2 separate regions of the Ovis aries genome follow, and region 2 is linked to region 1. A link is a contact called in public Hi-C data. All regions are on one chromosome and are shown on one strand. Each heading gives the region's core, a stretch centred on a gene start, on an enhancer-like site or on the middle of the called end of the contact. The rest is flanking DNA. Distances are from core to core; before and after follow the strand shown.

Region 1 (7,479 bases), core at 3,001-5,500:
AGCGAATGTCAGCCCTGGGCCTATGCCTCTCAACTTTTCATTTCTAGCAGGCAGTACGTGCTCTAAATCAGTGGTCCCCAACCCTTTAGGCACCAGGGGTTGATTCTGTGGAAGGCAGGTTTTCTATGGATCCGGGGGATGCAAGAGATGGGGAGCAGCCATAAGTACAGGCGAAGCTTCACTCAGTCACCCTCCGCTCACCTCGTGCGTGCAGCCCGGTTCCTGACAAGCCACGGACTTCTTAAAGAGTCCTTTGGACTACTAGGAGATCAAACCAGTCAATCCTAAAGGAAATCAACCCTGAATATTCATTGGAAGGACTAATGCTGAAGCTGAAGCTCCAATACTTTGACCACTTGATGAAAAGAGCCGACTCATTGGAAAAGACCCTGATGCTGGGAAAGACTGAAGGCAGGAGGAGAAGGGGGCAACAGAGAATGAGATTGTTGGATGGCATCACCGACTCAATGGACATGAGTTTGAGCAAACTCTGGGTGATGGTAAAGGACAGAGAAGCCTGGCAAGCTGCAGTATATGGGATCGCAGAGTCAGACACAACTTAGGGACCAAACAACAACAAATGAAGGTCCCTGGATAGCTGCCTGTGGGACCAACACCTGCTTCCCAGGTGCTGACCCTCAAGACGGACCACATGCTCAGCTCTTGAACTAAAGCACAGACCACCAGGGGAAGGGACTGAGGACACAATGCACTCCTTGCCCTTCCCTGGAGGCCAGACACCCTGACCCAAACTTCTCAGTCTGTTTCTCTTCTTTCCTACATCCCAAGGCCATTCTAGCCTGTTTTTGTGTTCACAGAACAGGGAATTTATTTGTATTTACCTACAACCAACACACACACACATATATATTATATAATTTATAAATGTATATATTTACCGAATAAATTCAGTTTCAAGAAAATTGGTTTTAAAGACAAAGAGGGAATTCCCTGGCAGTCCAGTGATTAGGACTCGGAACTTTCACTGCCAAGGGTGGTAGTTCAACCCTTGGTTGGAAACTAAGATCCTGCAAGCCTTGAGGCATGGCCAAAACAAACAGTAAAGACAATGAGTTCATTTAAAATATTGGTTTGTTGTTTAGTCTGCTAAGTCCTGTCTGACTCTTTTTGCAACCCCATGGACTGTAGCCTGCCAGGTTCCTCTGTCCATGGAATTTCTCAGGCAAGAATACTGGAGTGGGTTGTCATTTCATTCCCCAGGGGATCTTCCCAACCCAGGGATGGAACCCAAGTCTCCTGCATTTGAAGGCAGATTCTTTCTACCACTGAGCCATCTGGGAAGCCTGCAAAATGTTGGTTAGGTCCTTGATATGAAATACCTCTCTAAACTACCAGATGGTAACAAATTAGCAGAGATAGAATGTTCAGATAAGACCAATTAATGACTAAAGTCAAACTCAAAAGTAGTTTCATTTTGTTACCTATAACATATCCAGATATCCTCTCAGGATGACTCATTTGGGGTGGGAAGAAATTGACTATCAGTCCTAAAGCAATGAGAATTTGAGAGTACATCTGGAACTAAGTTATAAACTCTTTAGTGACAGAATTTTATATTTTATTCCATCTATAGCACCCACTTAGCTCAATGGGCTTCCCTCATAGCTCAGTCAGTAAAGAATCTGCCTGCAATACAAGAGACCCGGGTTCGATTCCTGGGTTGGGAAGATTCCCTGGAGAAGGAAATGGCAACCCACTCCAGTATTCTTGCCTGGAGAATCCCATGGGCAGAAGAGCCTGGCAAGTTATAGTCCATGGGGTTGCAAGAGTCGAACATGACTTAGCGACTAAACCATAGCACCCACAAGAAGAACTTGCCTACTGTAGGCATTAAATAAACATGTTTGATGTTTTAAGATTTTTCTTTCTTTCTTATGGCTGCACTGGATCTTCATGGCTGCACACGGGCTTTCTCTAGCTACAGCTAGTGAGGGCTACTCCTTGTTGTGATGCTGAGGCTTTTCACTGCGGTGGCTTCTCTTGTGGAGTTCTAGGCACATGGGCTTCAGCAGTTGCAACACGAGGGCTCTAGAGCACAGGCTCAGTAGTTGCTGGGCACGGGCTTAGTTGTTCTGAGGCACGTGGAATCTTCCCAGACCAGGAATTGAACTGATGTCCCCTGCTCTGTCAGGTGGCCACAGAGAAATCCAAATATGTTTGATTTTATTTGATATCTTTGATGGAATTTGAAGACAGTCAGCAGATGGTTTAAGATTGTTAACGGTGAACTCTTGGGTCTATAAGCTGGGTTAAGGAAGTCTTTTATGCTAAGAAGAAGGGAAATACAGGTGATTAATGCAATAAATGCAGTCACAGTAAGCGCTTTGGGCAGGAAAGAGTTCTCTGCAGGAGATTCCTTGGCACTAACTTTAAACCAGGCTCCACCCATGCTCTTCTCACCTCAAGCCCTCACACATCTTTCAGATCTTTTGATCACACGATACCTTGCCTAACGTGTTGGTTCTTTCTGTTGATCAAAGAAGCAGAAATCTTGAGAACAGACTGTGCGAACAAGAGAGCACCTAAAGAAAAATCAGAAGTCGACAAGGCTACACACCGTGGGGGATGGCGAGGACTCTGACCCCCTTTCTCAGTGATTAACTGAGATTACTTTCCCTTTTTCCCTTTAAAAACTTTCAGGGCTGAGCATAACCTTTGGAGATGGTTTGGAGCGTGGCATTGAGTCCAGCCTCTCCCCAGACAGCTGGCACTCTAACTAAAAGTAACTTTCCTTTCTACCAACAGTTATCTCTGTCTTGCCTATTGATTTTTTCAAAATATCTATTTTTGGCTATGCTGGGTCTTTGTTGCTGTTCTCAAACTTTCTCTAGCTGCGGTGAGCAAGGGCTGCTCTTTGTTGTGATGCTCAGACTTCTCACTGTGGTGGCTGCTCTTGTTTTGGAGCACGGGCTCAGTAGTTGTGGAGCCAAGGTCAGCTGTCCTGTGGCATGTGGAATCTTCCCAGATCAGGAATTGAACCCGTATCCCCTGCATTGGTAAGCAGATTCTTTTCTACTGGACCACCAGGGAAGTCCTCATATGTTGATTTTTGAACATCAAACAGCTGGACATGAGTTCTATAATATCACTTTTTCTTTACATAATTATCCTAACAATTTAAATGATATTTTGAAGAATGTGTGAAAGCTTATTAAGTCTGTTTAATGGCTGTATCATGTCCATATGTTTTTGAAAACCAATTTATTGCAGAAGTTTCTAAAATAGAAGTTTAATCTGTGTACCTTATCTTTTCAAAGACCCGCCGAGAGGTATGTATTGCAATGTGGGTTGGGGTTTCTGACTCTTAACAGGAATTCCTGAATCAAAGGTTTGCAGTCAAGGAAGTCTTAGTGAGTTTATTGTATGGAAATTGGAAACCAAGATAATACATCTCTATTTTACCTACACATTTCTCTTTAAAAAAAAAAAAACTATACATGGTTTACTCGATAAAGATAATTTTTAAAAGACGATAAGGACTTCCAGTGGTCCGGTGGTTAAGAATCTGCCTTGGAAGGCAGGGGACTTGGGTTTGATTCCTGGTTGGGGAACTAAGATCCCACATGCCACGGGGCAACTAAACCAGCAAGCAGCAATTACTGAGTCCGCACACCACAGCTAGAGAGTCCCTGCACTGCCGTGAAAGGTCCTTCATGACATAAGGATGATCCGGCATGTCCCAGGTAAGACTGGAGGCAGAGAAATGAATAAATACATACAAAAAAGAAAATTGCAAAAGACACGACGCATTTTGAACTGGGCAGTCTTTAAAATAACGGTGGACACAGGAATTCCCTGTTTGTCCAGTGGTTAGGGCTCAGCGCTTTTACTGCTGGGGCCCAGGCTCAATCCCTGATCAGGGAACTAAAATCCCACAAGTCATGAGGGGCGGCCAAAAAAAAAAAAAACTGCCTTCTGACTCAGGTCTTGTCCTGAAGCTGCTTCCTCTTCCAGTATAAAGAGTGAGTGAGATTCAGATCATACACGCATACACATACTCCAAACAAGCAAAACTGTAGATTCCAGTGTAAACCAAAAGTCTTGTCCCAAAACAAAAGATTGAGAGGAATGTCCCAGCAGTGGTCTTTTCCTCCCTGTCTTGCCTATGGCTCATTTATGTCACTTTTCTTAGCAAATTTGACCTAAATTTAGGGACACAGTGTGCACTGTGGTCCTGAGGGGTGAGCTGAGGAGAAGTCAGAAGGACAGACTCTGTCCTCTTACTAACCTCTCCTGCTCTCTCAACACCACCACCATGCATGATCTGGAAGCCTAATCAGGAACAGGAAACCATCTGGTCGACCTTTTGCTCTACAGCCAAGCATTTCCAGTTCATGGATGCATGCCGGCCTGGAGCCCCACATCTGGAAGGGGTGGTCAGTCTCAGTTCCAATTACACTGTCCAATTAGCAGGTCAAATATCCTGATTTTGACTTTAAACAGTATAATCACCATACTCATTGTTTTATATACTTATTCCTAGTGCCCTATTTTTTGTTTTTTAAAAAGTATTTATGGGCTTCCCAGGTGGTGCAGTGATTAAGAGTCTGCCTGCCAGTGTAGAAGATGCAAGAGATTTGGGTTCAATCCCTGGGTTGGGAAGATCCCCTGGAATAGGAAATGGCAACTGGCTCCAGTAGCTTACCTGGAAAATTCCATGGACAGAGGAGCCTGGCGGGCCAGAGTCCATGGGCTTGCAAAGAGTTGGATACAACTGAGTGACTAAGCATACACACACACAAAGTATTGATGCCAAGACATTCGGAGTAACTTTCAGAAAGGGTTCTCCTGACCCTTGCACCTCAGCCTGCAGCTGCTTCAAAGTCTTTCCAGAATTTTTCCCAAACCTCTCTCTATAAAGAGCTAGTCCTGATTTTCTTCCTGTCTTCCCTTTCTTCTGCCCACCCCACCCCCTGTTCACATCCTATACTGAACATTGATTTAGCGTCTCTCCAACTAGAAAGAATCCTTTCTCTTCAGGAAGTTGGCAGAATTGAGCTGACAACTGAGGAGTTTCTGGCCTGGAGCAGGGAGCCAGATTTAAAAACCAGAGACTTGTTTCTGTTTGTCAAATGTCAAAACTTCCTGTAGAAACAAGGACTATCTGATCTCTGTTGTCCAATTTTAGATACTTCTGGAAAAATAAAAAACAATGTTAAATATCATTTAGCCTTAAGATATGAAATAGAAGGAAAGCCAATTTAGATCATTTTTTGTTTCCTTAGCCTTTTTGAAGTCTCTGTGTATGACCTTTGCATAACAAACTTGTGTTGCAGTAACCCTGCATCTGTCTGGCTTATGCACTGAGGAAATCTAAAACCTCTGTTAACACCCATTGATACTTTTATTTTTTTTTTGGTGGCAGAGGGAGGGGTGATGCTGCACTGGGTCTTGGCTGCAGTGTGTGGGATTTCACTAGTTGTGGCATTCTGGCTTAATTGTGCGGAGGCATGTGGGATCTTAGTTCCCTGACCAGGGATCAAACCTGCGTCTCCTGCATTGGAAGCCAGATTCTTAACCACTGGACCACCAGGAAAGTTCCCAGCCTTGCTGTATGAGAGAAGGAGAGGGGAATATTTTGAAGCATTGATCCTATGGGCCAACAGACCAAAGTCGGTATGTCCACAAGCAGTGGCATGCTTTCACATTATTGTCATCATCTGGGTCCAGGGTCTGCTGTCTCCATCTCTGGGAGAGGGTCTGGCCAAGTCAGAACAAAGGCCATGTTGACGCCTACCTGCTCCAGGTGCAGCCCCAAATTCTCCAAAACTTGGAATTGAAACAAAGTTTCAGTGTTGTGTTTTTTTTTTTTTACACACACACTGAAATATATCAGCTCCTAGAATACAAAAGTGAGACCAACAGTGAGGGGTCCTGCTGCCGACTTGATTTTGTGGCTCTGGCTAACCATTCTGGCAGACTGTTCTGTACTGAACACCATTTGGTCAAATGCTGAAAACAGCTGATGCTCTGCTCATCCGTTCCAAACAGATGCTCTTGGCTGTATCTTAGTACTCAGTACTTAGTACTTAGTACTTGGCTAGCCCCTGACGATCCTGTCCTGTGACACCTGGTGCCAGTTATCTCTGCTTTGCCAGCACAGTCACTGTTAGTGCAACAGCCTTCCTAGAACCATGACTGGACCCTGATGGGCAGGCTGCGGACAGAATGGACCCTGGCCTCCCACCCCGCTGTTAGAGGGGAAGGAAATGTTAAAGACCTGAGCATGACGACACAGGCATAGAGCAGAGGAGAGGGCATTGTGGAGAATGTAGGGGATGCCCAGGGAGTCAGCCTGAGACCAAAGGCTCGGTGGGGGAGAGGGGAAGAGCCGGGAAACAGAGCAAACGGGCTGATGGAGGTGGCACTGCACGACCAGCTTTATCAGGGCAAACCCAAAAGGCAAGCATAGATAGACTCAGGGTCAAGCTTGCAGAGGCAGGAAGCCCTGTAGGCCAGGGTAAGATGAATATCAGGGTAAGATGGAACCACCAGAGGGTATTCGTGATGTGTCTAACCTCCTTCAGTTTATACTGAAACATTATCTTAGAGGCTGGCTGCAGGTGGAAGGATAATGGAGGTGGGTTGGGTGGGGAACTCCGAAACAGAAAGGATGAGAAAAACCAAGAAAGGTGATTTCACTGCTGATAAGACTGAAAAGTAGGTGGTGCTGGAGAGCTGGGCCTGGTGAGTAGCTCGGCCCTGCTGTACCCCTTGTACATGACATGCATGACACCCCTGTATGCTTTGGGACAAACTACATCCTTTTCTGGGTTTCTCATCTTTTAAAGATGTTCAGGCTGGATTTAGAAAAGGCAGAGGAGCCAGAGATCAAATTGCCAACATCCATTGGATCATAGAAAAAGCAAGAGAACTTCAGAAAAACATCTAGCTCTGCTTCATTGATTATGCTAAAGACTTTAGACTGTGTGGATCACAACACACTGTGGAAAATTCTTAAATAGATGGGAATACCAGACCACTTTACCTGCCTCCTGAGAAACCTGTGTGCAGGTCAAGAACCAACAATTAAAACCGGACATGGAACAATGGACTGGTTCCAAATTGGAAAAGGAGTATGTCAAGGCTGCATATTGTCACCCTGCTTATTTAACTTCTATGCAGAATACATCATGCGAAATGTCAGTCTGGATGAAGCATAAGCTGGAATCAAGATTGCTGGGAGAAATATCAATAACTTCAGATATGCAGATGACACCACCCCAATGGCAGAATGCGAAGAGAAACTGAAGAGTCTCTTGATGAGAGTGAAAGAGGAGAGTGAAAAATCTGGCTTAAAACTCAACACTCAAAAAACTAAAATCATGGAATCTGGTCCCATCATTTCATGGCAAATAGATGGGGAAACAACGGAAACAGTGACAGACTTTATTTTCTTGGGCTCCAAAATCACTGCAGATGGTGACTGTAGTCATGAAATTAAAAGACACATGCTCC
Region 2 (7,051 bases), core at 358-2,857, 270 kb before region 1:
TGTGGTGGGCATTGCTTAATACAGTTTGACATGTGTCTTGAAGGTGCAGTGTAACTCACCTTATTTTTTTTTAATGTATTTTATTTGCTTATTTATTTTCATTATTGTTATTTTTTTTCACTGCACCACGTGGCATGTGGGATTTTGGTTCCCTGACCAGGGATGGACCGTGCACCCCTTGCAGTGGAAGTGCAGAGTCTTAACCACTGGACCGCCAGGCAATTCCTTCATTAGTTTTTATGGAGACACGTGATCTTATTCTCCGTATTGTCCTATATTCTGGGCTTTTTGTAAAAATTTTTGTGGTCATCCTTCCATGCTCTTAATGTATAGGTTTAAATGATCTTTTTGATTTATTTCAAACACAGGGTTCTTTCTGAATTACCTTTTTTTGGGACTGGAAGATGTTGGCATGGAGTCCAGGTTCAACCCCAGTATGTTCTTTCTGGATTTCTTGGTGGTACCACCCTCAAGGTAATACCCTTTCATTGGCTTTATTTCACCTGAAAAAGGTTTATGGAATAATTGAATAATGACCTCTGGGAGAGAAAGGAAGGGTCAAAGGTGCTGAAAAATAGAGCAGCAGTTCCACTCCCAGCTGGCAGGTGGTGGGACTATTTTCCTCTTCATTTTTCCTGAGTGCAGGAGGAATGTGGGTTTCCTTTGGAGCTGGGGGCATGTGAGTAGGGATGGATAAGAGGCTGAGGGAAGTGTTCACTGATTCCACATGTCCTCCTGCAGGTATCGCCCTGTCAACCGCCTTGGGGACCAGATGTTCACCAACGGGCAGACGGTGAACTTGCAGGCTGTCATGAAGGACGTGGTTCTGATCCGAAAACTTCTGGCACTGATGGCCCAAGAACAGGAGCTGCCAAGTGAGGTGGCAGCACCCACCACAGAAGAGGTCAAGAGCTGATATCATAGTTCTAGCTTCCTACGCTGTGGGTGCTGAATGCTGTGGGTCCTGGGAGATACTGGTTGGCAATTCTGTATGGTTGTGTGTGCGCCATGGGTTTGGCAGGACTGGGCAATGTCTGGGGGAAAGTGTGGGTCTGAGCATGACCCCAATGACTGTGCCCAGTGACCTTGATTGAGTTGCTTTGGTTTCTTGTTCCCATCTCCACAATAAAATGAGTGATCTGTGGGGAGGTTTTACCCGTGATTGTGGTCTGGGCTACCTGCTCTCACTGGCAGTTCTAGAAAGAACAGTCTGTGGTCCTCAGGCTCTGAGCCTGGCCCTACTGGGCTCTGGTACCAGAGACCCGTGCCACCTAGGTCTGATTTTGGCTCATGAAGATCTCTAGCATCAGGGTCAGGAAGTCAGTGTTGGCATTTGGAGGAGTTTCCTGGAATGGGAGTGTCAGATTTGGGGCTCAGTTTTCTCCCCAATAAATGGTGGAGCTGAATTCCATTTTCCTGTTTCAGCAGACGTTTCCTGAATCCCTTTTAGTATGCTAGGTCTACAGTGCGTATAAAGATGAGTCAGGCACTCAGGAAGTTTGTTGAGATTGCTGACATCCTTCCCAGCTTTAAGACGCTTTCTAAATGCAAATAGGAAGGACTGTCTCAGCCTTAAGTAGACCAGACAGGCTCCCAGGCTCCCTTCCCTGAGTAGGACCGGCCCATCACCAGGTGGCGCCACAGTCTGTCAGGGACACCCGTGTGTGGGTTACTCAGCCTTTCTGCTTGGATTTCTTTGGTTTTGCTTAAGTTTTCTGATCTGCCTGTGTAAATGTGCTTTTTAAAAAAGTGCTCAATATTAGAGATATCTGCCGTCTGCAGGTTCTGGTCTAGTTTCAGAGAGATGGCCATAGGATTGCCACGTCCAGTGACCAGAGCTAAGGATTTTATGTTGATGTCTCTTGAAAGTAGGGTAGCCTTTGTCCAAGAAAAAAGCTAAATCTCGGCAGAAATGAGCAGCATCCTCTCAGATTCCTAAGGTCATTGCTGCCTGAAGTCACAGTGCCCTCTTTTCCATCTGATCAATAGCAAGGGTTCTTTCTTCCCATACTTGCACAGTGGCCCTCTCATGAATCATGAATGCCTGGGTGTGACTAGGCGTACACCATTCCAGGCACTGAGGATACACCAGTGAGACTGGTCTCACCCATTTCACAAGTAGGTTTGTGGCCCTGAGTCAGCTGATACCTTCAGAAGTGAGTTAGTCTGACAGGGGTGCTGTCATCATACAGGGGTCCCTGGGAGGCTCCTTCAGCCAAAATAGAAACCACACCTGTCTTCTCTATAACTGAGAAGTCTTCTGTTCCTCAGGATTGAGGACAGGCCCACTTTATCACCAGAGGGTTGCATGACATGCTCACTTACTGGATCCCCCTTCATCAGTGCTGACAGGTTTCTTCTCTCATTGGGTCGAGGGACCATTTGTCTCTCTCCTGTGTCGTACATACCCAGCCCAAGGGGCCCAGTCCAGGTGGCCAGACAGTCGGTCAGTTGGTGGTGCTCTAGGGCAGCTTACCGCCTCATATGTTGTCGATGCACACAGACAAGATTGATTTATGAGCACTTGGGCCACAAATCTGTCAAGTTCAAAAGACTTAAAGGCCAACTTCAGAGTTCATCATTTGTCAAAGCTCAAGTGAAAGAAAAGCGGAACCAGGCCTGGCCTTCTTGAGGGCTTTCCATCACGCCCGTTTTCCTTGGTTGTGTCTTGGCAGGAAAAAGATTCTTCGATGACTATGGACCGATCCTTTCTGAGTCAGCTTCCAGGCCAGTCCCTCACAGACAGACTTTACAACATTTGGATTCGCCTTCAGAGCCACGTTAATATTGTGTTTGATAGCGAGATGGACAAATTAATGATGGAAAAGTACCCCGGTATTAGACAGGTGAGCAGTTGGATCCCCATTGCTAGCCGAAGGGGTTAAATAATAAACATGTTTGTCTTAAGGAAGAAAATAGTAACCATACTTGTTTTTTTTTTCCTTGACAGTGATTGTTTTATTTTAACCAATTGGCACTACTATAGTTTTGGTTTACTTTTTATTTTATTATTTTTTAGTGTAAAATATGAAAGATTTATTTCAGCTGTATAAAATAACTGAAAGAGGAATAAAAGAAGATATTAATAAAAGATGGCCCTAACTGAAGAAGTGAATGAAACTAAAATTGCAGACCAAAAAACCCAAACATAATAAATATGTGCATAGTATTGGGTTGGCCAAAAAGTTTGGGTTTATCCATCCTTTCTCGCCAACCCGTTACCATTATACAAGCTTGTGAATAATAGAAGTATCATCTTTCATACTCATGCTCAATTGCTAAGTTGTGCCCACAATTAAATATGGCATATATATGTTCTAGAGCTTCCCTGGTGGCTCAGTGGTAAAGAACCCACATGCCAGTGCAGGAGATGTGGGTTCAACCCTTGGGTTGGAAAGATCTCCTGGAGGAGAAAATGGCAACCCACTCCAGAATTCTTGGCTGGAGAATCCCATGGACAGAGGAGGCTGGTGGGCTACAGTCCATTGGGTCACAAAAGAGTTGGACATGACTTAGCAACGAAAAAACAGCAACATATATTTTCTAACAACTTAATAATTTTAAGTCTTGATTTTTAAATTTTTTTAATGATTGCTGTGGACTTTTCCCCCATAAAGATCCTGGAGAAGAAGGATGGTTTGTTCCGAAAGCACATGATGGGGAAGCGCGTAGACTACGCAGCCCGCTCGGTCATCTGCCCGGACATGTACATCAACACCAACGAAATTGGAATTCCCATGGTGTGTGCTGTTAGGTGGCAGATGGGAGTGGCGAGAAAGGCTGGGGAGAAGGCTTGGGATCATGGTGGCTTGGGTGAAGACAGCATCTGCCTCTCCCCATATTGAGTCTTTAGAAGGGGACCCTGAGGCCATGGCGTTGCCCTCACTCCCCGCCAGGTCTCCAGACACGCTCCACCCACAAGGAAGACCCCTGCTCCTGGGCTACCAGGGCGCAGCCTATAGGGTGCATATCCCACCCGCCTCTCCTCTTCCTGCCCATCTTGGTCTAGTCATTAAAGCTTTCTAGACAGATGGAATACATGACAGAGATGAGGAGGGAGCGGGGCTTTCTGTCCCGTGTACTTGCCTGGCATCAGGAGTCAGCCGCGGAGGAAGGAAGAGAGCCCCAGGGAGCAGGCGTCACTCCCAGATCGTCAGGGGTAGGCAGTTTGCCCTGTCCACCCATTAGTGTTTCCTTAGGGAGCCAGTTTTCTTTTCTCACTTCCCCACCACTTGAGGCTGCGGTACTCATTAGCAACAGCTCCTTCATCATCTTCCTCCTTAATGGGCCTGGAGGTCAGTAATAGAAGATGGTTTAATTCTCCCTGCGGAGCAGCTCATTTCCTCACACACCGCCCTGCCACTCTCAGGGGAGGACTGGCAAGGAGCAGAGAGCAGAGCTCGAGTGTTCTGATGGTCTCCTGCGTGCTGCCTCCTTGTCCCCCAGGCACACGTGGGCTTCCTAGGCAAGGGCTCTTGTGTGAGGGGACAAGAGTCAGAGAACACCCATTCCTGGGTACCAGGGGTCTCTGCATCCGGAAGCTGGGTCAGGTGGCAGGGAAAAGCACGGGGAAGCCCAGTGGTGACATTCCTGAGTCCGAGGCCCTGGGAGGAGGGGCCTGTGACCTGTTCATTGCTTTCTTTGGACAGAGGAGGACAGGGACCTCTGTTGGCTTTAGGCTCATGGTGCCTCCAGGGTCCCCAGCTTCAGGAGAGACCTTTAGTGTTGCTCCTCTTTCCACCTTCAGCGGTCTTCTCTTTCTTGGATCTTGGTTCATTTGGTACTGGAGGGACTAAGTTCCCCCTCTGCCCACCTCCAGGCCTGCCCTAAGCCTAGGGCCATGGTGGCCTGTTGCTCACAGGATGGTTTTCAGGAGCAGAGCGTGTGAAACTGCCTCTTGATCTCTTGTGCACACCCTTCCCATTGAGCACTGTGGACAGGTGTTATAGAAGCAGGGGAGGTGAAGGTTGGGGGATAAGCTAGAGACCCAGTCATGAACCAGACAAGACTAGTGTGTCCTTGTGAAGCTTATATTCCAGTGGTGGAGACACATCAACAGATAAGACAAGTAAGGATATTCCTCGACTTATGATGATGTGGTGGTAAGTTAAAAATGCCATATGTCAAAAGTGCATTTAATGGACCTAACCTACTGAACAGCATAGCTTAGTCTAACCCACCTTAAACCTGCTCAGAACACTTATGTTAGCCTACCGTTGGGCAAAATCATCCAGTGCAAAGCTGATTTTGTAATAGTGTTGAATGTCTCATAGAAGTTATTGAACACTGTCCTGAAAATGAACAACAGGATGGCTCTAAGTGTATGGGATATTTATGATCCCAGGGCCGACAGCCAGCAGCTGAGGCTTACTGCCCCTGCGCACCCTCACAAGAATATCACACCACGTTTCACAAGCCCAGAGAAAGACCAGAATTCAAAATGGGGAGTATGATTTCTACCAAATACGTGTTACTTTCACACCGTTACAGAGTCCGAAAAATCCTAAGTTGGGCACAGTCTATACATAAATACTCTGTCAGGCAGTGGTCAGTGCGTCGGCAGAGGGGGAGAGGGCCAGAGGGCGGGGAGCACCGGGCAGGGTGACGGGGGTTGGGGTGGGGGTGCCATTCACACAGGCTGGCCAGTGTTCAGCGAGTTCCTTTCCATGGGACTTCTCAAGAGTCTCTAACATAGGTATATGCCATTTGAAGCACCAAAGGGTTTTAATATTCAGCAGCTCAGAACTCACTTAACCAGGGCACTCATTTTTCTTGGAGTGTGGTGCAGGCCTGGCGTGTCAGATGGATCACTGCCATTTTCTCATCAATCGGGGGACCGAATCAGGTTTATCTCAGGCCAGATAAAGAGATTTAAGATGCCATGTCTGGGCTCAGGCCACCATCAATTAGTGATGACTGCTGGGGGTGAGGGGAAGGGAATTATAGGTGGAGGAGGGTGATACTTGAGAGCAGGTATTCACCAATTGTCTAAAGGTCATGTTCCAGGCTATATTCCATCATTTGGGACCTCGAATTTATTGGCAGACTAGGAAATGATAAAATTTTTAAATAGGTTAAAAAAAATTTTGCTGCATAAATTACTATCCTCAGATAACTTTTTTGGGGCAGATTACTCTGCTAGAAGAGGAGACCTGCTCTCTTCCTTAGAGGAAGCAAGTCTAGAAAAATGATTGTGGAAAAGACAGGGAGATGTTGCTTGCTTGGCTGGAGGACCTTGGCTCAGGGAGCATGTCTGCATCTTACGGGAAAAATCACACAGCCTGTTGAGTCACACTGGGGTCCTTCTGACCTTTCTCTGCCCACCCTGAATTTTCATATCCCCTCCTTGTTTCCAGGTGTTTGCCACAAAGCTGACCTACCCTCAACCAGTCACCCCCTGGAACGTTCAGGAATTGAGGCAGGCCGTCATCAACGGCCCCAACGTGCACCCCGGAGCCTCCATGGTCATCAACGAGGATGGCAGCCGCACAGCCCTGAGCGCCTCGGACCTCACGCAGCGGGAGGCCGTGGCCAAACAGCTCCTGACACCAGCTACGGGGGCCCCTAAGCCCCAGGGGACAAAAATTGTGAGTAATGGGCATATCTGGTCAGGGGTTAGGCTGCTCCTTTTGGGCTCCCCCGTGATTTCAGCTGTGGTGCCAGTGCAGGAGGGCTGTGAGAACTGTTCCTGCTCCCCCGACCCCACCCCTACCCCCCGCACCTCTCAAGGGGCTGACCCCACCTGTGGGTGTTCCCTAGGGCCTCAGCACCATGAATGAAATCATTTGATCATCGCATGCAGGCAGCACAATTCTGGTTACACACCAGGCCTGGAAAAATGCCCTTTCATTATAACTCCACTGTGATCTGCTGCCCTTAAACAGGGCTGCTCACAGGTGGTCCTCGGCAGCAGCATTCCTGCAGCCAGTGGGAAATGCACCTTTGCCTCCCTTTTTACCCCTTCCCCGCCCTGAATGAGACTCTCGGGAAATGACCCAGGAATCTGTGTGTTAATAAGGTCTATGGAGGGTTACTCTGCATGCTGAAGTTT

The links. A called contact is a pair of places that touch in the nucleus more often than the background predicts.
Region 2: a Hi-C map of liver shows a contact between it and region 1, with 5 times the contacts expected there. The contact joins two enhancer-like sites. A contact is called at or near these places in 14 of 16 Hi-C or Micro-C datasets (blood, hypothalamus, liver and 6 more).

What each region holds. Positions count from the first base shown.
Region 1 is chr3:57,729,007-57,736,485 of ARS-UI_Ramb_v3.0, reverse strand. No RefSeq gene overlaps it. Among named protein-coding and RNA genes, the nearest start is that of ST3GAL5, 39 kb to the left of the region's middle. Within about 2 kb of position 4,250, at least 3 of the 54 cell types and tissues checked have an H3K27ac peak or open chromatin away from gene starts, as enhancers often do. A contact at or near this core is called in liver, where this site is marked.
Region 2 is chr3:57,994,702-58,001,752 of ARS-UI_Ramb_v3.0, reverse strand. It overlaps POLR1A (RNA polymerase I subunit A), which reads left to right. Exons shown (of 33, transcript XM_060412103.1): 8 at 369-474; 9 at 742-904; 10 at 2,676-2,846; 11 at 3,618-3,740; 12 at 6,357-6,587. Among named protein-coding and RNA genes, the nearest start is that of POLR1A, 24 kb to the left of the region's middle. Within about 2 kb of position 1,607, at least 8 of the 54 cell types and tissues checked have an H3K27ac peak or open chromatin away from gene starts, as enhancers often do. A contact at or near this core is called in liver, where this site is marked.